Linked DNA regions of Mus musculus: region 2 is linked to region 1. Evidence: chromatin contacts called from public HiChIP or PLAC-seq data. All regions are on one chromosome and are shown on one strand. The core of a region is the stretch at or near the end of the contact, and the rest is flanking DNA. Distances in the headings are between cores, read along the strand shown. Region 1 has its middle 59 kb from the start of Gm41312. Region 2 overlaps Oxr1 (oxidation resistance 1).

Region 1 (7,527 bases), core at 3,105-5,604:
TAAGAAATGTATACTGGATGCATAAACTACTACAGAGTAGGCTATTTTAATATGTCTTTGCTTTCCTAAATTTAGGAAGTCTATTCAATCCCTTCAATCTCGAATGTGTACTTTGTCTTAGTTATTTGTTTCTAGTTATAATTAAAGTTCCGTATTAGCAAAATGTGACCCAAGGAGGCATGACCAAGACAACTTTTTTTCAGATTCCATTTGAGTCCATCAGATTGTTAAAGTAGTAAAATATGATCTGTCCATGGGAGAAGGGGAAACTACTGTGCCTGCATCTGCAGAATGGGTAAGAAATGGGCCCTTTGAAAGAGTTGGTTATTTGGTTGCCTGGGTGTTGGTCTAAGTTTTGGGACTGAAATTTTAATCCCCGAAGAGCAGGGATGTCCCCGTGAATGTCACAGAAAAAAGAACATTGAAATTCAAGCTAAGCACATCAGAGCTCAGCACTGCATGCCACCCAAAGGCACTGGACTGCTTAAAGTACAATGAAGTAATTGTTCTTCAACAAACCGCATGCGAACAACTAAAATTATAAGTAGGTTAAATTTTTCACATAAACTTTGGGTTCCTCTAGAACAGTATTCTTTTTTGGTAGCACTTTTGGCAGATCATGTTCACAGGAAGAAGCTGAAGTGTTACCCTCAGCATAATATACGATCATCCTCAGCAAGTAGGAACACATACAGAGTGTGGCAGCTTGATGACTCCGCCACCACCACCACTGTTTGCAGCCTCTTTTTATTCCTCCAATTTATAGGCCAGGTTCGTACTCAGACTCAAAAAAATTTAAAAACTTTCTTATTTCTGTTAAGCATAAATTTCCAAGACAAGTTTTAAAATTAGAACTTTATCAGAAAACACTGTAAAAGTCTAAATTAGATGGCTCTGGAGAATTTTCTATAGGCATATCTGTAAAATTTAACGATTCTAAAAAAGAAAAATGGCTAATGGCTTATTGTATAATCCAGACAACGATAGAAGGTAGAGCACAGATCTTTACAAATCCTGACATGGAATAAGTTTGGACACATAAATCAAGGCCTCGGTTGAAGATCAGCAAGCGAATGGCCCAGCAGATTTTGCATTTCATTTTGTTAGAAATGTAGGTCCCAGTAGTACATCTTCTGGACAGGCATTCTATCTTTGAAATGGCTTCAAGCAGAGCCCATGCAATGAGCTACTAACAAATGTTGATTATTGATGAAGTAGAGAGCTACAGCAGGTGGTTAAAGTTCTTATACGACACATCTGAAAATAATGAGAATTGCTACAGAAATTCAAAATATCTTAAAAGGAAAACTTGCTTCCATTGTGTTACAGTGGCCTGACTCTGTGGAGCTGGTCATTAGTAATTGAAATCCTGGATCCCTCTACTCATTTTTGCCCTTTCTCATAGCCGAGACAGGCAGGGAAAACTCTTTAGGCTGACTTCTAGAAAGAAAGAGAAAGTAGATCTGCTTCTTAACTTGGACTATCTAGCTTTGAGGAGATCCTTGCTCGATGTGTTATGGTTGGAGGATTCTAACTTGGTGTTTCAGCGGACCAGCATCAGACCAGCCTTGCAGCTGGCTCTGCTCTAATTTCCCCCTGTTGGCAACCCTAACTTCTCAGGATAGCCCCTACAAAGAAGCCACTGCTTGTTCTTTGGTTCAGAGATGGTGGCGTACGTCTATCCACTTGCCTGAAAGAGGTTTGGAATCAACACACAGACTAGAGATATTACAGCATTAGCAGAGAGGCAGGGTGGGGTGTAAGACATTAAGGGAAAGGTGGTGATCCAGTTCATAGATCAGGATGGAATGCCTGTCTGAACAGACTTACCTTCATATTATTCTCACTAATGAACATTGGAGTATTGATCAGGATTATTCTTAAATCCTGTTGTCTGAGGATTGTAGCTGTATGAAACAGTCAAGCTATCTCAGTGTAAAGGACAGAAAAGAAGCTAAGAGTTAAACATACATTCGTCTACTTAAAGTAATGTGTGCTTTCAATTCCTTTTGAGCTAGAAAAGGATTTTTTAAAATATTGAGTTCATATTGTTATTCTAACCCTAGGCTCCATAAGTTGGTGACATATCAGCACTAATTATATCGGAACTCAGCATATATTGTGGTGTGTGTGTGTGTGTGTCTGCATGTATGTCTGCATGTGTATGTGTCCATGAGTGTGTGTGTACATGTGTGTATGTTTGTGTTCCTGTGTGTATGTAGGTGGACATGTGTGTTGTACCAAGGACAACTTCATATGCTTTGCTTCACAATGTGGAATCCACATCTCTCTCTCTCACTCATTCTTGCTCTATCTTTCTTTCTTTAGTATATGCATGGATGTTTTGCCTATCTGTCCATCACATGAATGCCTGGTGCCCATAAGGGCTAGAAGAGATCATCAAACAGGTGTGAAGCATAGTGTAGCTGTTATGACCTCTGGAAGAGCAGCCAGTGCTCTTAACTACTGAGCCATCACTCTAGTCTCACTGTACTTTTTTAAGCTTGTCAGAGCAGCTGGGTTAGCTAGCTAGCCAGGGATCCTTCTATGTCCTTTTTGTAAGCGTTATCATTTTTCCTGGCTTTTTTACATGGGTACAAGAGATCAAACTTAAGTTCCCATGCTTAACCAGAAAGTTATTCTCCTAGTCCATTCATATGTAACTTTTAAAATGTTCATTCTATTTTAATTATGTGCATATGCACATAACTATGTGTGGTATGTGCAAGTGGGTACTGATGCTCACAGAGACCAGAGGTGTTAGATCTCCTGGAACTGAAACTACAGATAATGGTAGGATAATAAACATGGGTGCTTGGAATTGGACTTGGGTCCTCAGCAAGAGCATTGCCCAATCTTGATCACCAAATCATGTCTTCAGACCATGTCATCTTTTGAAAAGGGTGCTCAGATAATTGTCCTAACTTTTACTATAACCCAGGGCTTAGTGATAAGACTCCCACTGTGAATTCTGACCTAGCTTATCTACATATGTTTCATAGTGTGTGTGTTTCAGATTTTTATTTTTTAGTAGACAGATACTTTGCCTAAAATGACTCAGACATTTGGATTATCATCTGGAATTTGAGTCTCTTTGATCCTTGTTGGCCTAACAAATTCTGTGTACCAGATTTCTGGCTTGCTTGTGTTATATTATATTCTTTTTTTTTTTTCTTTTGTATTCTTCATGTATCATGCTTCACTGATAGAGAGATCCAGAAAATATAGTCAGAGTCAATTGTAAACAGTGCAAGTATTCTCTGGCCAAACACATCTGTGAAAGTCTAGGAGAGAGAACAGGGATCAATCACTTTACCATAGAATGTTTTAAGAACTTTGAAATGCTAAAAGTTGTTTATCACTCTAGGAAGAAAGACCATGTTGAATATTACTTGAAGACAGAAACATTCTACTCTTTATCCACCAAAGAGGAGCTATGGCTCCTGTTTGAGTTTCAGTACAATTGGAGAACAGGTTTAAATACGAATTCTTTAAAACATCTCTCAAGTGATTATTCTTTTGTTACTGAAAAAAACTAACAACAATAAAGCGGAAGTAATCTTTGTGAGACCCATTTAATGAGCAAAGAGAGAACCTTCTAGAATGTTCACTTTGCATTCCTGTAACATCCTGTTCCAGCATCTGGCCCTGACTCCTTTCCTTGACATTTCTTGCTGGAGACAGCAGGTTGTTGCACTCACTGAGGCACTGTGATGGCTCTGAAAGGTCCATTTTTAGACAGAATTTGCAACATCAGCTTGACAGCTATCTGCTAAAATTCACTGGAGACATTTTTACAAAAAAGAATCTCAGACAAGGTACTATAAGGTATTTGACATATTGATTGTTCTATAAGGGAAGTACATAAAGTAATATAAAATAAATAATATAAAAGAGGTTAATGAATAATATTAGGTACAACTAATAACAACCAGACTTTGGGATAAAGACAGGTTTGGCCGAATAGAACAGAGTAGAATCTGAGTATTTATTTTAATTATTATGTGATCACCATTTAATGTTGATTTGGGTGTTGTTAAAATCTAATTAGTTAACTAATTTAATTATCTATCTATTTATTTATGTAATCTCTCCTTTCCCCTCCATTCCTATCCCTTTATCATCCCTCCTGTCATACTTCCTGCAGTACTGACAGGATAGCAGTCCTTCAGCCTCTAAGGTGCTGACTGTGGGGATTAACAGTTTTATGTCACTGTCCTTGGTAGTAATTAAGATCTGATCACATGTACAAGATAAGATGGAGACCGCTCATTTGTTTCTAAACTCTCTGGGCAGTATGCATGATGATTAATTCCTACCAGTGCTGAAAAGGATAAATGAGTCACTGAGTTGTAAACAGTGGTTAATGTCTTACAACCAGGATGTAGATTCACGGCTAACAGTGTCAGCTCCAGATGTCCCAGTGCCAAACTCCTTGACATTTAAATATTCTCAACTTTGAAAATGTGTGTTTAGTGCCTATAGCTGTACACTTAGCACTTTGAGTCTTCATCTAAGACTCGGTGAGCAACACATCCAACTGCGTGAGTAACCACATCTCAACAGAATCCATGGCGAACTTTATTGACTCTGTATCATTTTAAGTTCCTTCTTATTGACCTTGTTGAGTTATTTTTCCATCTCATTCCCTTAGAGCAAGAATTCTCTTACAAACAGAGAAACTACACATCTCCATTGCTCATGAAATCTGCTGAATAATTTTGCAACATAGCACTTCTGCATACTAACTGGAATGCTCAGTGCTCTAGAGTCAACCTGAAGGTATCAAAGAATCTCTAGTTCTGTAATGGTACAATTCATTCACTCTGGTTAGTAAATCATTTTGCCATCTCTCTGGTCTCCAGGATGTTTCTTTTTTAGTCTCCTCTCGAAGTGTCACCGCTATATAACTTTGCAAACACATATTTGAGCCCCCAGTCCACTATTAGCCATTTAGATGTTCCCCTGTTTCCTGCTATTCTGAATCTTCTACCCTTTGTTCTAGAATTGGCTTTTTTGACTTGATGCTTCAATAGGACACAATCTTCATTTTCCTCCCTCCCCACAACACGGTTTCTAGGCAACACTTCCTACCACTTTACTTGATTTAATTTACTTTTTATATTTTTCACCTTCCATCCATTCTCACCTCAGTGGCATGGAAGAAACACATAATGAGGGTAGGAGATTAGTTGGAAGTACAATAGTGTCACCTAAGCCTGAGAAACTAGGACAAGTATTATTACAACCATGCACTTGTTTAAAAACCACATGTCTTCAGATATCGATTACTATGTTATTCATGTCATGTTTTATGCTTGTGTTCAACTATAGAGATACAGTGAAAAATAAGTTAGATGTGATATGATCTCTTTTAGAATCCCCATTGAGTGTGTCTGGTCTGTTTCTAACTGGTATGAAAATTTATAAAAACAGAGAATTCTCAAAAGCAGAAAGACAACTGACTAAGACATTTTAGAAAGTGTTAAACATGCCTAGCTATCAGGGGGATGCAAATTAAAGCTACTTTAAGATTCTCTCTCACCTCTGTCAGAATGGCTATCATCACAAATGACAGCACATGCTGTGGAGGATGTGAGGAAATGGGATTACTTATTCACTGTTGCTGGGAGTGCAGAATGATGCAGCAGCCAGGGCAGTCAGTGCAGAGCTTCTCAGGCAGCTATACCACTCTTGCACATGCGCCCAAAAGACTACATCTTAGTACAGAGACACTTGACACAGCAAGAAGATGGAATCAGCTTAAACATCTACCTAGAGGTGAATGGGTAATGAAAATGTATACACACACGCACACACACACACACACACACACACACACACACACTCACACACACACACTCACACACACACAAGGAAATTATGCAATGCACAAGAAAATGGATGCAACCGGAAAATATTGAATATAGTGACGTAACTCAGGCATAGCATACAAACACATGCCATGCTCTCTCTTATATGCAGATCTTAGCATCTAGCTTCTATATATACACGTATCTACGAGAGAGATGCCAGGCAACAATTTATAGGATAGGCACATGAGAGAGGAGAAAGGGAACTTTAAAGGAGATGGAAAGCAAAGTACGGAAGTGGGAGGTAACTGCTGGGAGTGGAAGGGTTCCAACAAGGATAAGAACAGGGAGATAGAAAAAGCAGGGAAGGGTCAACTCAAAACAAGGATGCATGGAAATGCCATAAGAAAAGCTGCTACATTGTGTGAAAGCAATTAAAGAATAAAGTTTAATAGGTGCCAAAATATAAAGGAGAGAATGTAAGGCAAAGTAAACACAGTTATTGCTTAAGATCAAATTAAAAATATGAACAATAAAATGCTTTGTTATTCCATGAATATAATAAGGTAAAGATTAGTTTTGTTGATTAAGGTACAAGCAAATTGGAATTGCTACACTTGACTCTTAAATACAAGTATGTGTATGGCAAGTGGTCCTACTCTTACCAAAGGTGCATTTCCTCTTGGTTTTATCTAGCAATGGTGAACATAACTAAATTATATGATACGTGTTATTTTTAGTTTTATAACCAAATAATTTAGTATAATTAATCCATGACAGTAAAATGATTCAATACAAATAACAAGATATTCTTAGCAAAGCTCTTCTTTGTCAGTAACAGTCAATAGCTGTCATTAGATCATAAATGATCTATATGGTTTGATTGATTTCAAAAGGACCAATCTCTATCAGATACTCAACCTACTAATCACATCGTCTTCTTTTAGAGACTTTAGATAATTTCCTGTGGGCAATATATGCATTTTCAATGCACTATAAACCTCTCAACAAAATAACACAGAATCTTCTGATGATTCATTGCTAATTCCCATTAGACATATTCTGACTTTTTGTAAGCTAAAAGCAATTGTACAGTAGTTTATAGCCATGTTTATCCTGAAGCACAATATCATAAATTTTAAAGACAATTCCATTAAGTGGCAAATAATTTATGAATATAAAAAGCTTAAAGATAGGGAAATTAAGGAGAGATTAATATCAGAACTCTGACAGAGACAGGTAGTTATGAAATGCTATCTCCCTTCTGGTTTGACTGATTGACAGTCTATGGAACATGGCAGCAAAAAGCAAGTTTCAGACTTAGGTTTGGGAGCCACTGGATTAAATTCCTGCGCTGATGTTTACTAGTTGAGTGATCATTCTAAGTTTTGTGCCCTTTCTAATATCTAGTTTGATTATCTGTTTGCTGAAGATAAGCTCACTTAGTGAATTGGTAGTAGGGTGAGTGAGCTGCCATATGTGGATATGCCTAGCATTGATAGGTGCTTGCTCACTGCTAAATACTATTATTATGCTCCTAGTAAATAGTCCCTCTAGGGGGAAATGACACAATCTGACTCTTTTATACATCTGTCATTGGGGTAATTATTTTGGTCTTGGGATAACTGACATGTAGGATGCAAATTAATACTCTAGTTGACAATTCCACTGTTTATATCAGGGGTATAATGTTAAACTGTGTGAAGCTGAAAAT
Region 2 (7,527 bases), core at 2,728-5,227, 290 kb before region 1:
AACTAGGAAGAATATATATCAAGAGTCTGTAATTCTTGGTAGAGGCACATAGCTGGCTGTGATCTATCTGTCTCAGGTCCTTCAATATAACAACAGTTCCAGGCTTGTCCTGATAAATTTTGTTTCATGGTAACATATCAGTTATTCATTTTCATTTATTTATCACTTACTATATGTTTGACATGCCTGTAAGTAAGTTAGAACATGAATTATTGTTGGGAGTAACCATGTGGATACTTGAAGTTAAACCAGAGTCCTCTGATAGAGCAGCCAATATTTTTAACTACTCAGCCATCTATTCAGATATCCACACTTACTGATTTCTAATAGAATACTATCTATGTCTTAGTAGTTAAACATTTAACATATTATAAAGTATATAGTTATTTAAAGGTATGCTTTTTCACATTTAATTTTTGAAGATGCAATGACATCATCTGCTCAATAATATAGAAACTGAAGTTCAAAGAACTTCAAACTTTGAAATCACACACACACACACACACACACACACACAAATCCTAACATTGTGTTATAGGAAAAAGAAATCTTGCATTCCACTTCTAAATTTTAAATTTTAAGTTACTATTATTGCGGTGGACAGAGCATGTTTTTATCCACATATGTGGAGGTAAGGGGCGACCTGTTTTTAGCAATGGGTTCTCTCTTTCTAGTGTGGGTCCAGGGATTGAACGTAGATGGTCATGTTTATATGGCAAGTATTTTTGAATCATCTCATTGGGCCACACCTAGAGTATAAAGCATGAATTATCTGACTGTATAGCCCAGGTATTTGCCTCTTCTTCGCAGCTCTTAACTAACACATGGTCCTAGCTGAACACTAACTCAGAAGAACTAGAAAGAACAAGAAATGATCTCAGAAGGTCGGGGGACAAGCTCCATCTGATCTTAACTCCTCTCAAACTAGGAGTCTTGTTTTAGGTGCATTTTCCTCTCTTTTTAACTGACGGTCCTAAGAAAAGTGTGAGAACATTCTGCTGCAATCAAGATCTTTATATATTTTTCAAATCCTAAAGTCTTTGTTTTAAAAGCAGCAAAGGGACTTGTCATGACTCATTCTTAATAAGTCGTTCTGGGAGCCATCGAAGAGCAGTCCAGAGAGGTTAATCATGATCTCTTAGATACAACTGTAAATGTATAGATTTGGAATTTAGAGTGTAAAACACACAAACTATATAAGTTCTCCTTGGTTTTAATAGAGACTATGTTTTTAATAGAGACTATGTACACACACACACACACACACACACACACACACACACACACACATACATCCCTACTCACATACTTCCCAAGCTGAACCATACAGAGTTTTCAGGCACACGTGGTGCTCTGCCTTGATTTAAAATACAGAAATGGCATGATTAATGCTTCCATGGGAGCAATATACTAATTATAAAGAGACATTTCAAATATACACATGAGAAGCTAAGTTGCATGTGAACAGGATTAGGCCCACAACTGAGCTCATCAGTTATTCATTGATTGTCCCTTAGGAACCATAAATGACATCCCCCTTCTATCCACTGTAGCAATCATAACAGTTGTCTAGCACTTTGTAATTCACACAGAGCTGAGACAGGCATGATCACACATAATGAATTGCTACTAGGGGATAGAGCATGTACTGTGGAAAAAAGGAAATTTAACTGAAAGAAGATGGGGGTCTGTCTTTAAATATGAACTTAGATCCTTGCTTTAAAACATACAAGCTAGGTGACATTGGACAAGCCCACAGATCCCTCAGAACTTGACTTGTAAAATGAAGACTTGAAACCCTGGTAATGTCACAGTTGACTTTTTAAGCACACTACTTGCTAAAAACTGCACTACTAGTTGGGTCCAGCTAATCGAGAACCTGCTCCCAATGGATCAACCTTGGCTTTGTCTTATTGTATTCAAAGCACCTGGCATTGTGTCATTCACATTGCTGAGCTTCTCACAACTGTCTGGGTCTCTGAAAGTAAAACCAAGGACTCAGCCACTAAAGAAAGATTTTGAATATTTTGGACACAAAACCTGAGTTTCAGAACAGCAGAATTCAACAAAATAGTAGCAGACATGGCAGAAAGGGATGGCTTAACTAGCTGACCATGTTTTTCAAAACAAAATGCTATTTTGGTATTTGCTTAGAAGTACTGTGTTAAAAAATCTCAAGTGGGAAGTTTTGGTTTCTCTGGAAACTCAGTTGTGTCACCTGATGGTTTTCCAGAAACTGTCTGGAGAGGATGTTTTACTGAAGCAAACATATGAGAAGGCATTTGATGTTTTGTTGAAGCAGATGCTTGAGAGGGTGTGTGACATTTGGAAAGAGTATAAATGGAACCCTGTAAACAGTGAGAAGTCCCTTTTGCATTGTGATACCATGCAATACATCACTGGTCTTTGCTGATCTTCGCTGGCCATGCAATGCTTCACTACTGTGCAATACTTCACTTGCACAATGGTTTGCTCGTCTTGCTCCTTCACTGGTCTTTGATGGTCTTCACTTCATAGAAGAAAATGGGTGAAAAAAGTTTCTTGCATTATTTCAGCTGAGTCTTTCCACTTCTGTTGACTGTCAATTCAACAGAGCCTTGTAGTTTCTGCTGGATCAAGCCACTGCTATTGATTAGTGTTTGGTGTTTCCTGTTGAATTGGACGGCTGGAATCCTGAAAACAAATAGTGGAATCTTCCCAACGAACTACTTTTAATCAGGTCCACAAGCCCTTTTCTTATTAACCTTTGTTCTCCCCAGCCTCTAGTCAATGGGTTAGAAGGGAGGTTGAAGCATTCAAGAACCCTAAATAAAGTAGGTTTAGGTAAATCTAAGCCTATAAAAGTCAAGTACCCTCCAGAGCTCGTGACTCTAGCTGCATATGTATCAGAAGATGGCCTAGTCGGCCAACAGAGGAAAGAGAGGCCCATTGGTCATGCAAACTTTATATGCCTCAGTATAGAGGAACGCCAGGGCCAAGAAGTGAGAGTGGGGGGAAGGGGAGGGGAGTGGGGGAGGGGAGGATATGGGGGACTTTTGGGATAGCACTGGAAATGTAAATGAAGAAAATACCTAATTAAAAAAAAGTCAATGCTCAAAATGATTTCACTTGGATCCAAAAACATGTCCATCAGTTACAAATGGTAAAACCAATGGTTCGAGGCTCTAAGAGGTTATAAGGATTAGGAAGGTACAAAATGACCTAATTTGGCAGAGGCAGGTATTAGAATCCAATCATGCCCAGGACTAAAAGCAATGTATGAAAGAGAGGAATGGATTTAGTGTAGTTTGATTTGGGCCATGTCTTTTTATTAATAAGAATTATTAGTCGTGATCAGGTCACCTGGAACCTCTGTATCCTATAGGCCAATGCAGATTCTTTCTGCCCTATACAACTAACACATCACTCTTTCTTAAGTACACACAGGAAATCCAATCACAGTTAAGATACTTGGATCTTCATACCCCTTGATAGAAATCCATAGGCTATTGATGAGGAGGAAGGAAAGGCTATCATGCCCATCTTTCCCTCTTTGCCCTCCTACCCAGCTTTCTCTCTATCCTTGGTTCTTTCCTTCTCATTCCTTCTGAGTTCCACCTCCATATTGGGGTATATCTCGATTGTTCTCGGACCTAATGCAATGTGGAGTCTCTACGGATCTTCCTTAGTTTCACTGTAGAGATGTTTGCTTGACTGTCAATTAGAGCCATCCCAGTTCAACACTCATTGTAACCATTTTAACATGACACTAAGTTTCATGTTTGTTGAATATTTAAGATGACTGAGCAAAGAAGCCTGGTATCTGGTTAATGGGTAACCGAACAGAGACCACAGGCGAGATACAGAAATTTGTCTTTGGAGGGGTATGTTGACATTTTAATGAAACCTAAACACTGGGCTACTGTTTTTGTCTTCCAAAGGGCCCTTTCCCAGAGAAGACTGACTTACACAATATGGGCAAAGGTTTCTCTCTGTGTCTCAGAGGATAGCTGGGAAGGTTCAATACAAATTTTCCGATTTATCATTTCAGGGCTCAAGTAGTACAGTGTGTAGGCACAGCAAATGCCTGCCTTCTCCACACACCACTGAGGGAGGGTCTGGAGAAAGGCCAGCCAGTATGCTGCTACTACTGCCCCAAATATTAAGCTTTATCCACAAAACTTTGTGCTTCCTTTCAAGACAAAATAAATATGGAGCATACAAATAGTGTTGTCAATCACATTTCCCCTAAACTAGCACTACTCATTATTGTAGACTTATTGAATAGCTACTATTTCTCCGTGGACCTTTCTCCATTTGCATTCTTTAACTGTAATATCAACAACATGTTTAACATTTACTGGCCAAGGTTAGTACTGACTTTTGTATGCATTATTGCACTTTGTTTTATGATAAACAAATTTGATCAGTGTAATTTGTGACTAACACAGCTAATTCTAATACACTCAGCAAATTTCTAAGTGGTGATACGTTTTTATTATTCCCAGACCTTTTCTTCTTCTTCTGGAATACTTGAACCATTCATGGAGATTAAAGAAAAGGTAATGATACCTTTCTTACATTTGATGAACAATATGTTCTCTTCTTCACATAGTTTTCACAAAATAGGTTATTCTCTAATTTTGTGATGTCCTGAAGTCCCACTAAGGTTAAATCTTATGAATGATACAGTTTTATGTATTTCCTAAGTGGCCAGTAGAGAGTAAGAACGGGGAAACTTAATGGATCAGGAAGAAAATAACAAAGACAGCTTCCATGTTGGATCCTTCTCAGCTTCATTTCAGCCTATTGACATTCTGTTCCCACTAAATGAAATCCCAGAAATCGTCAGAGCAGCTCAACTCCAGGAGAACACAGCAGACTCACAAGACACCTTTGAATTGAATGTGCACAATCAGATATCGAGCCCAAAATGAGTAAAGCAGGTACTGCTTTTGGATTTAGAATTCTGATCCTAATAAAGAATAAAAAAAAAAAAAAGAAGAAGAAGAAGAAGGAGGAGGTCAATTATCATGACCCTTCAAGACCTTTGTACCTTTGACAGCAAAGAAAATTAGTTTATTCTGTAGGTGTAGAAACTGTATTGGTCTGTGCTTCTTGTTCTGCTGTGGTTGCTGTGTGTTTTATTAAACTGAATTAAACACATGACAAGATACCATGAACTTTCAAAGCCAAGAAGAAACCAAGGACACATGTCAATTAAGTGCTGCTTGTCATATCCTGGAACCCTCGAGGAAGAAAGGTAATAAAATGGAACTTGAGTAAAGTAAGGTTTTTCTTTACTAACAGTGTACTAGCACTGCACCTACTGGGCTATCCTCCATGTACTTAATGCATGATTTTGCTAATATTTGTAACAAATGGGGTGCTTTGAAATTCAATGTGTTAGTTCCAAAGGTCCACTCCTTACATGCTAATTTATGTGTTTTTTTTCCATTTTGTGTACACAGAGATGCTCATTTTGCTTATTAAAGAAGTGTAGTTGTTTAAATGTGCTTTTGGCTCAAGGAGTGGCACTTTTAGGAAGTATAGGCTTGGTGGAGTAGGTGTGGCTTTATTGGAAGAATGTGTTGCTATGGGGGTGGGCTTTGAGATGCTCCTATTCCTGCTGGGAATACAAGCCTTCTTCCTGTCCACCTTTGATTCAAGATGCAGAACTTTCAGTACCTTTTCCAACAACACGCCTGCCTGGATGCTGCCAGCTTCCTGCCATGATGATAATGGACAGAACATCTGAACCTGTAAGCCAGCCCCAATTAAATGTTGTCTCTTATAAGAGTTGCCTCAGTCATGATGTCTGTTCACAGCGATGGAAATCCTAACTAAGGCAAGAACACATATATTTTTTAACTCAGAAATGTTAGTTGTCATTGTTTACAGGATTTGAAAGTGGATATCTTAGAACTGGTTTCTATGTACATGTACATAGAACACATAACTAGAACATTTCCCCTTTGCATCTCTAGTTTGTCGTTGTTCTTCTGGATTTATGATCTCCATCTCTCTGGGATCATGCTGCATCTTTCTCATTATTTACATTAGAATGCTTTTGGCACATTGCCTTTCAGTTGATATCTACCGCATGCTTACTGTGTGTCAGGTACTAGTGATCAATTTAAAAGCATTAGATCAGACAAACCATCTTACAAACACCTAAGTGGCAAAGGAGATGTCAGGAAGGATAATGATTTATCCAATCACAGAGGGACTAGAATCCTAATGTAAGCATACATTAATCTAGTATAAAAGCAACGTCATATGGTATCTTTTAACTCTACAATCCTCTTCAATATTCTATATGTCTATAATATTCTTCTCTACATAAGCACACATATCCATCAAATCATCACATGATGCTTGAGACAGCTCTTTATAAAGCAAAATGATCAAGAAACTCTCCTAAGTAAAACCCATTTTTCCCAAGCTCCCATAGTGCTAAAGTCAAGCCTAAACTCTCAAGTACCACACACGTCTTCACCTGACTGTTTTTCTCTTTAGAGCCTCTTCTGCACTCATTGATAATGATAAATGTCCAATCATTAAAAATCTTCACTTAATTGAGGCTCGAATAGGTTTATGTAGAGGCAAAGCTGAAAAAATAAACGGGAATCTAGACGTTAGGCATCATCATTTATGCCCCTCTTTATCTTCTGAGCCACATCCTGTAATCCCGTAGTCTACCTCAGTCTGAGTCCCGCCCTCTGCTTATTTCTAAGAGTGTTTCTCAGATCAAAAGAATCTGTAATATGAAAGCTTTTTAATTATTACTTTTTCCCTGATAGTATCTTATGTTATCAAGACTAGCTTTGAATTCAGTCCTTCTGTCTCAGCCTTGAGATTAAGATTACAAGCATGTGTCATCATCCAGCTTGAGGGAGTTATCTGAAACACGCTGCAGTAAGTTCCCTCTTCTTAATAGCATACCAGGTACCCTGCTTTTTGAGTGCATGCTACTGTGCTGCTCTTGATTCTATTGAAACAACACTTGCAAAGATCTCAAGACTCAAACTACCTAATGGCAGAGGAATGTATTTTGAAATGGTTTGCAAGATGCTCTAAATTTAGTCACAAAGTTCTACTCTCTGAAGGCACTTATGATATTTTATTGTCCAATAAAGTAACAGAAATGGTTTTTGCTCCTTATAGATCAAAGAACTCTGAGAGGAATCCAATGGCATCTCTTCCAATATATATTAAAATTTAAGCAACAAAGTAAATGCTGAAGATCTGACTAACAAATAGGGATCCAGAGTGCAGCTGGGTGCACTTATCTTCTTGCTGCCATACATACAATACATACACTGCGTTTTTAATATTTTTAGGAATGAACTTGTAAACCAGATGCATTGTATCTCTTAAATATATATACGCATATGGAGGCAATGTAGAAACTTCAAAAATCTAGCTACATCATATCTACAGTCAATAAATGAGAGAAATGAATGTATGTGGGCTCCTTGTGCTCAGTCCTCTCACTACATGGACACAGTTTAGTACCCAAACTTAGAAAATGTAAGCACCCATAAT

Evidence for each region. HiChIP or PLAC-seq counts read pairs in DNA pulled down with a chosen protein or histone mark.
Region 2: a FOXA1 HiChIP or PLAC-seq map of pancreatic cancer cells shows a contact between it and region 1. The contact joins two enhancer-like sites. A contact is called at or near these places in 2 of 115 datasets of contacts at active chromatin or transcription factors (embryonic stem cells and pancreatic cancer cells).

What each region holds. Positions count from the first base shown.
Region 1 is chr15:41,372,943-41,380,469 of GRCm38.p6, reverse strand. No RefSeq gene overlaps it. Among named protein-coding and RNA genes, the nearest start is that of Gm41312, 59 kb to the right of the region's middle. Within about 2 kb of position 4,354, at least 6 of the 459 cell types and tissues checked have an H3K27ac peak or open chromatin away from gene starts, as enhancers often do. A contact at or near this core is called in pancreatic cancer cells, where this site is marked.
Region 2 is chr15:41,666,396-41,673,922 of GRCm38.p6, reverse strand. The region is part of intron 3 of Oxr1 (oxidation resistance 1); the gene reads right to left. Among named protein-coding and RNA genes, the nearest start is that of Abra, 200 kb to the left of the region's middle. Within about 2 kb of position 3,977, at least 3 of the 459 cell types and tissues checked have an H3K27ac peak or open chromatin away from gene starts, as enhancers often do. A contact at or near this core is called in pancreatic cancer cells, where this site is marked.